Linked DNA regions of Mus musculus: all the other regions are linked to region 3. Evidence: chromatin contacts called from public Hi-C data. All regions are on one chromosome and are shown on one strand. The core of a region is the stretch at or near the end of the contact, and the rest is flanking DNA. Distances in the headings are between cores, read along the strand shown.

The links. A called contact is a pair of places that touch in the nucleus more often than the background predicts.
Region 1: a Hi-C map of the N1E-115 cell line shows a contact between it and region 3, with 4 times the contacts expected there. The contact joins two enhancer-like sites. A contact is called at or near these places in 3 of 484 Hi-C or Micro-C datasets (the N1E-115 cell line, embryonic fibroblasts and uterus).
Region 2: a contact with region 3 is called in a Hi-C map of the N1E-115 cell line, with 5 times the contacts expected there. The contact joins two enhancer-like sites. A contact is called at or near these places in 3 of 484 Hi-C or Micro-C datasets (the N1E-115 cell line, embryonic fibroblasts and nephron progenitors) and 1 of 115 datasets of contacts at active chromatin or transcription factors (vascular smooth muscle cells).

What each region holds. Positions count from the first base shown.
Region 1 is chr11:18,454,561-18,457,264 of GRCm38.p6, reverse strand. No RefSeq gene overlaps it. Among named protein-coding and RNA genes, the nearest start is that of Gm12022, 37 kb to the left of the region's middle. Within about 2 kb of position 1,309, at least 2 of the 459 cell types and tissues checked have an H3K27ac peak or open chromatin away from gene starts, as enhancers often do. A contact at or near this core is called in the N1E-115 cell line, where this site is marked.
Region 2 is chr11:18,488,613-18,491,361 of GRCm38.p6, reverse strand. The region is part of intron 1 of Gm12022 (predicted gene 12022); the gene reads left to right. Among named protein-coding and RNA genes, the nearest start is that of Gm12022, 3.3 kb to the left of the region's middle. Within about 2 kb of position 1,366, at least 2 of the 459 cell types and tissues checked have an H3K27ac peak or open chromatin away from gene starts, as enhancers often do. A contact at or near this core is called in the N1E-115 cell line, where this site is marked.
Region 3 is chr11:18,151,043-18,153,781 of GRCm38.p6, reverse strand. No RefSeq gene overlaps it. Among named protein-coding and RNA genes, the nearest start is that of Gm12018, 56 kb to the right of the region's middle. Within about 2 kb of position 1,476, at least 19 of the 459 cell types and tissues checked have an H3K27ac peak or open chromatin away from gene starts, as enhancers often do. A contact at or near this core is called in the N1E-115 cell line, where this site is marked.

The DNA.
Region 1 (2,704 bases), core at 60-2,559, 300 kb before region 3:
TGTGGGACTTTTAAAGTTATTTAGATCTTTGATAAACTTTGATAAACTTTTGATAAACTTCTTCCTCTAGCTCAGGTTATTTATTGATGTTTCTTCCCTTACTTTTTTCGCCTCCTGTAAAGTGCTTAGCAGTTCCTTCTTCTACAGCTGCTAGTAACTGACCACTCATTCACTTCATCCTGTAAATACATATATGGTTTTCCTCTGGTTTAGGCATTTTTACTGTCTTCTACTTTTCTCACTCAGTTTCTGTAGTATTTTATGTGTTGACACAATCCATTATGCTTTAAATCTATGGGCCATACATCCCACTTCCCGTGAAATACTCTTGTAACACAGATGCCCATCAAGAAAAGCACTTTCTCACCAATCATATCAAGATATCAAGAATACTGATTAGAAATTTTTAAGCTTTTCTTTTTTCTCTCCTTAAATCTCCATTACTGGGATGTTTGCATCCTGTTTCCTTGGTTGCTTGTTGTGGGAAATATTAAAAAGGAACCAGCATGTTCCCACGCTTGTGCCTCTGCCCTGGCAGGCCGGGCACTGGCAAGCAATGGCTGACCTGTTTTGATCTCATGGAGACTCTGATTCAGAACTCCACAATCTCTCCACCATGCCAAGCCCATGCTTCACATCCCCCACAGGCAAACCCATGCTTTGCTGTCATAACTTTCTCTCTTGAACCCAGACAAGACGCTGCGAGAAGTAAAACACAACACAAACTTAGTTCAGAAATGATGGCAACCCAATTGCTGGGCGCAGCAACTAAAATCCTAATCTTGTGAGCCTTCTTAAATCGAAATCCTCTGATGTCAAAGCCTGATGGATCTGCCATTGAAACCGGGAGACACTCATAGTTACATCTTGTCCTCATGTTAATCCCCATCCAAAAAACGCCCTAACTCTCTCCTTCCTCTTTTTCTCTGTCCAAGCCAGAAGTCCCTCCTACTCTCCCAGTGATTGGCTCCTTTATTCATCAGGGGATTGGTTCACAAGAAGTCACTTGGGTATGTGACTCACTCCTTGTCTGCAACCTCTCCCAGGAGAGCAGAATTAGCACCAGAAGACAAACAGCACCAGGCCCATCCACATTAGCTGCTCTCATTCTTCGTTTGTGAGTTGCTTTTCTTTTCTTCTGGAGTTAAACCTGGTGTTTCCACTGGATTTGGTTTCCTTGGGAAATGGAAGAATATCTTATAAGTTATTCACATCTATGTTACAAAAAAAAAAAAAAAAAAAAGGATAGATCATTGCTTGGGTGTTGAATGAGAAATCCACTGTCCTATAGAAGGAGCCGGAACCTCAGGGCAACCTCAGCAGAAAGCAGTTCCAGAGAATTGTATGATTTTGTTTTCTGTGATGATTACAGCAGGACAGATTTAACTAAGGGCTGCTGTCTGTTCCTGTCTTCAGTACACCATTGGGCTAGTGCACAGGGAGAGCCATGCATACATATAGCTCTGGGTTGACATCATTCTCCAATGCAGACCTTATCATGTGACGTACAAGCAAGATTAACATGTCTTCTCCTGTCCCTTTAATTTTGCCATTGCTTTAACGACACATCATGAGCCTCCTTCAATATTTGCAAATGCCTTCTGCTGTTATCATTATATTGACTATACTATTGGTATGGATGGATGCCTCTGGTTTAATGGTTCCCTAGTGGATGTACATTCAGATTTTTTTAGTTTTCAATATAGAACTATACAATTCTTTTTGCTTTTATCTGGAACTATTTATTCAATTGAAAATTGTTTCCTCTGAATATAATGTCTTGGTGTATTTTTGGTTTTTGTTTTACTATAGTATAAGATTTTGATTTACTTTTAAAATGTTTATTCCCCAATTCACAAATATTTATTCTTATAATTATTCCTATTTAATAATTTTCAGGATCAGTTTGTTATATGTTTTTAGCTTTAAGTTTATGATTTTTAATTTTGACTTATCCTTTGAAATTATGTAAACATGAAAGCATCTAAAATCAGATGTTTTACTTTAGTTTTTATCACAGAGGTTGATATTTTTCATTAGAGTTGCTTAGTAACATTTCAGTTGCTGATAAAACACCATGACCAAGATAATGTAACAGTTTATTTTGGCTTACAGGTCCAGAAGAAAAGTCCATCGTGGTGTGGGAGGCATGTCAGAAAGTAGTCAGTCAGGATCTGAGAGACTACTTCTTCAATTTCACACAGAAAGCAGAGAGGGCAAAGGGGATGTGGAGTGAGGCCATGGGGTCTCAAAGCTACCCTCAGCAATGTGCTTCTTCAACCAAGGCTGTACATCCTTCTTTAACAGCTTAGCTAACTGGAGACCAGTGTTCAAATACCTGAGTCCATGAAAGACATTTCTGATTTAAACCACTACATTCCATTCCCTGGCTCCCATAGACTTGTGGACATATCATGTTGCAAAGTATATTTAGTCCAACTTTAAAAGTCTCACATTCTTTAACAGTCTTGAAAGTCTAAAGTCCCTTCTAAAACCAAAGCAATCTCTTGACTAGGACTCCCTGCAAAATCAAAAGGCATATTACATACTTCTAACAGACAACAGCACAGGATGAATATTCTCATCTCGTGATGGAAGAGCATAGACATAATGAGGAAGTACTGAACAAACCCAAGGGCAAAACTCAGCAGAGCACACACCAATGCTTTAGCTTCATGTTTGGTACCAGGAACTTTGGTTTCAT
Region 2 (2,749 bases), core at 117-2,616, 340 kb before region 3:
CAGCCCATGTATAAAATTCCAGGATGAAAATATAGAAGCAACAAAACGTTGGTAGTTATTGCTAATGAAAGGAATATAAAGTTTATTTCAGGACTTGCCTTTTCCCCCTAATGATATTGCTCTGCTCCCAGCTCAAAGGAGGTGAGGCAGGTTACACCCTTGGGATGCTTGTTAGGCACGAAAAACAGAGTAGAAGAAGTCTAAGTTTTGAAACCACACTGAAATCGTTGGGCTCTGCTTGCCAGCACTACTCCCCTCCTAGCCGGCTGCTGTAGACTGCTCTTTCCAACTGATCAGAGTTCACAGTTGTCTTTTGTTGCATCTCAGACATCTCCATCCACGGGGATGTGTCTGTGACAGAGTAACCTACAGAACCCCTACCCCTTCAAAACTGTTTCCCATTGCATGCCAGCCAGCTTTATCGAAGGCTGTCATTTTCTTTGTGGTCTACACATTAAAATCACAAAGGTTGCTTTTAAAACATGCCCAAGCCTGAGTCCTAACCATATTGACTCCTAATTTAATTGCTCTGTGGTAGAACTCAGGCAGTGGAATTTTTAAACACTTCATTAAAGGTTTCCTTTGGGCAGCCAGATTGATGGTTTTATTTCTTTCTCCATTGTGACAGTTGTTGAATACCTTAAAAACGACCAGATAGCCCCAATAATTTTTGAGTTCAGGTATGTGTCTTGCATAACACGGAGCTAACCCTCAGCCTAGTTATTTCTGTCATAACCTTTGACTAAACATGAAGAAGAGAGGAGATGGGAGGCTTCCTTTTCCAGGCTCAGCTCTTTGGTGTTGGCAAGGTTCTCCGAGAGAACTGGCTTCCCAGGATGTACATAACGCAATGCAACACGGGCCCTGACATCCATCAAACTGTGTCTTTCCTTTTCTTAGCTCCATGAGGCAAAGAACCGGGTCTGTTGCAAGTTTCTTGGATTCACCTTCCTTTGTTCTTGATGAATGATGAACTCTGAGTTTCCAGTATTTGATTTGTAACAGTGTTTTGTTGTTGTTATTGTTGTTTTGTTTTTAACAAAAGCATATCCCCCTATCACACTTTAGAAAAAAGAAGCTATAAAACAGTGGAGGTCACACACATTTTAACTTTTTTTTTTTAATTTGGTTTGGAATGACTCCTTTTTATTTTTTCTTCTTCCCTAGCAATGTGGTCTGTATCAAGTTTCATATCAAGAAATATGAAGTCGCTGATAGCCTGTTGCTAAGATGAAGTCAGGCCTTCCCACCTCTTCCTCCTTCTGGTTTCCTTCCCTGAAACGTGGGTTCTTGACAGCTTGTTGTTGGGCAGGGCATTAGCCTTTTGTAATTTATTGCTTTTAGATTAAATCTGGGGAAACTCGATATTGCAGTTGAGTGATTAGAGCAATACCCCTTGGAGTAATAAATTTTCTTTGGTGCTGCACATCTCCAGATCATGTTTCCTTTCTAATTACATTTACATAAATGATATTCTGTAAAATTAAATTAACATTCAAACGGTTACCCTGACAGGGAGAGACAAAAATTAGTTACCAAGTTGTGTCTTTAAAAAAAAATGTCTAGTTTTTTTCATAATATGAATCACTACCCTCTTGCAAGTGCCAGCCTTCAACAAAATGCCCCTTCCAGACTGCACGGGGGTGCTTCTCAGCAGCGAATGGAAATGCTTTGTTTCTTTCCTGAAGAATTAGACCATCGGAGACTACAGTGGCTTTTCTGAACTCAGCCGCTAATTAATTGCTAATATTTCTTCAGGCTTCTAGCTTTGAAATTCTGCAGTGATCCTGGACACTCTCAGATTGAATATGAGCATAGCTATGCATGCCGACCCATGTTTTTCTCACCATCCCCTCCTCCAGTGTAGCTGCTTCCTACTTAGGATTCCCTTTAGAAATACTTGAGTTCCTCAAGCAGCAGCATCAGGAACTCAGTGACTGGCTTGTCAAGGGTGAGAGTGCCACCTCTGCTGTGCCTGTATTACCTTAAGACAAATGGCAGGACGGCCTCCACCGTATTTTTAAGTAAAGCCAATCAGTTCCTTTTGTGATTATAATTTTTATATAAAATATGCTTTCATTGACATAAGTCAGATATCCACAGAGAGGCTATCCCAGGAACCTTATCTGTCACATCCCTGAGCAAGTCAGGCTTATTGCCTGTGTTGGTTGACTTGCCTCCACCTGACAGGGATCACTTTAATAAACCAGTGAGCTAGGAAAGAAATGCCTGCAAACCTGTTCATGCAGAGTGGTAGGAGGATAATCAGAGACATATTTCTATGTCCAGACACTTTCTTTTCCATTCAAAAAGCATGGTTCCCAATTACATAGATCTGCTGACACACTCACCACAGGCCCAAACAGGGATCTTTGTGTCCATGTGGAAATGCTTGATGGAACACAGCTGTCAAGAGTCCACTCTCAAAACAACCTGTCAGGAACACTGGTTTCCTCAGATGAGAATAAAAGCCAACATCTCTCTTGAGAGAAGTAGACACAGCATATCCAGGCAAGACTGTTCTTAGCTCAGGGACTTACCCAATATCTCAGATTCTCTTGTCTCTTGAGCAGGCCTTCACTTAGGTTTCAATTATTCATTGATCGTCTCTGTGTTGTACATCTGCAAAGGCAAAAGGAGAAGCTAAAATGAAGGAACGGAACAAAATCTCAGTCCATCTAAAGCTGCACATTCTTTATACTCCTGTCCATGTATGTTGTTCTTGAGTTTTCTATGTATAGTATATGTA
Region 3 (2,739 bases), core at 227-2,726:
AAGAGTTTGAAAGTAAGAAAAGCAACTACAGAGCCAGAGGCAGGCCGATCACTGTAGGTTCAAGGCTAGCCTGGTCATACCTAGTTACAGGACAACGAGAGCTAAATAGTGAGACCTTATCTTAAAGAAAGAAAAAAAGGAAGAAAGAAAGGGGGGAGAGAGAGAGAGAGAGAGAGAGAGAGAGAGAGAGAGAGAGAGAGAGAGAGAGAGAAGTTACAGTTCTGCTTCATGTTTGTGATTATAAAACATTTAAACAAGTAATATTTCCGAAGCTAAATTTAGATTTGAATTGAAAATCATTTTCTAAAAGCAATTTCCAAATATGAGTCACAATTATGCCTCTCCTCTGTCAGAAGAATCAAGGCAAAAGAAAAGAAACAAACAAAAATGCATATTCTCAATGTGTTAAAAGTTTCTCCTAAAATGTTCTTGGCATGTTCACTTTTACCAAAATATTTTATAATTCACTAAAATTTAAATTTGCCTTTAAGACAGCCATTTTCCTTAGATTAGAGAAAATTACGATGACATTGATTGGATTAAATATTCACTTGTGTTATTAAAATCACTGTGAAAACAAACAGACCTATTCAAATGTCTAAAACCTTTGGAAGAGACTGGCTTCTGCAATGTAAATCAAGGGTGAAAATCTGGCTGATTTAATTTAAATTTTAACTGATTTTAAAATGCTGTCTTCTTTAGAGATTGAGTTTCAAAAAGTTGATTCTAAAAACTGACAGATCTTTTATGAATATTTGGGAAATTATCTTTAGCTTTTTTGTAGCCCATCAAAAAGGCAAAAGAATCATAATCGGCATTTTGTTAGTCTATGTGGTGATATAACCGAATCCCTCGGAAAGAACAGACGGAAAATGGTAGCTATTATTAATTTAGAAAGACAAAGCAAAGCCCGGCATTTCAGTAATGTGGAGAGTTGTGTGCTCTTGGAGGAGAAAGGGTTTTGTAATTGGATTTTGAAGTAATTTAGAAGACGAGATAAGACGTAATGGTTGTGTATTAGAGGTTAGAATGACAACAGAAACCCATAATGTGAGGGTTCATTGAACTGGGAAAAAAATACAACAACAAAGAAACGCAGCACTGACGGAAAATGGCCTGAGCGGGAAGCAACAAGGTGAGTATGTGAAGGCCAGAAGGACCCATTCTGAGTAGGCAGGTCAGTCAGCAAGTAGCTGGAGCAGCAGACAGGCCGACAGCAGGATGCTGCTCCTTTCTGCAGTCACCTCTCAGCCCACCACCCCACTCCCACCTCCCCAACACACATCCTTTTTCCTACTGGAGAATTTTCTCCTGTCTTCTCTCCTGTCAGTCATCACCTTGGCTCCTCAGCTCTGTCACCGGCTGGCTCCCAGGTTCTCTGAGGAGATGTCCTGTGACAGTGGCTAAGCTCTCCTACCAGCAGCCATGCACTCAAAGAGCCAGGGCAGCCGACCAGACCTGCCTATCCACATCTGTGGAAACTCATACCCTTAGCACACTGGGGAAGACAAAGAAGACTCAAACAGGAAAATGAAATCCTCCTGCCTTTACAGCCCAATATTCAGTTGAAGTCTTGGGCAAGTAAATAACTTATCTTTATTTTTTAAAATCTCTTTTCAAAGGACACAGTCGCCTAAGCTCCAGATCCCAAGATAGGCCTCGGATGAGTAGCTATTTTGGAACAAATAATTCAAGTATTGGCATTAATCAGAAGAGCTGGCTTCTACAATCAGAGGGCTATTTCTAGCTGGGAGGCTGTTTCCTGCAGGACTGAATTGCTTCCCGGTTGCCGGCACTTGGCTACCCCCTGCTGGGCAGGAAGCTAAGGGCCTGCAGATCACACCATTATGCTCCAGGGTCATCTCCCTGCAAGGCCTGGGACAGAATCCACTTACTACCTGTCAAATTGTTATCACACATTCTTGACATGAGGCTGAAGTGTGAAGTTCCCTTCCATTGCCTAAGAGGTGTTAAAGATTTTTTGTCCTTCCTTCCAAGCTCTTTGTATGCCGGTTTAAGCAGAACAAATCTATTTATTTCTTTGTATGTGTGTGTGACGGTGAGTTTATTAAAAGCACACCCATAACTTGTAAAATAAAATGATGGCATGCTTTGTTTAGCATGAAAAGTGTGCTTGCTTAAACCTCATTTTAAGCCTTCGGTGAGTGAGTCCCTTCATCTTGAGGCAGAAGACATGGATTGTGCGATGAAGACACCAGGCTTTGGCTGAGTGGCCTGGAATGAAGCCTGGTCCTGAGTTTTCTTCTCAAAGCAGCTTATCAATCACTGAAAAAACAAAACAAACAGACTAACAAAAAACAAAAAATAGCCACAAAATGAAGCACGCTTTGGCAAATATAAGATGTGAAAACCAAGTTTAATCAGATCAAGTTTTCAAATACAGATGAATGTGTTTGAATTGTCATTCAAAGTATTTTAACAAAACCCGAACTGAAGGAAATTTGTTGCTGTACTTTTAATGCATATACATTGCTAAGACAGGAAGCCACAGGCACATTTGGAAGACATAGCTTAAAAGTGACTTTAATAAAAAATGGGTAAAATGCAAGGGATTTTTAATTTTTTTAATTCAAAATAAGTAAAATCAGAAGGGATTAGGTGACATCAGGGCAGTGACAGGGAGGAACACGTGAACAGAGGGAGCTTTCAATGACTCAGTGACCCAAGTGTGGCTTTCACACTCTCTCAGTTCTTATTCTGACTTGGGTTTTTTTATTT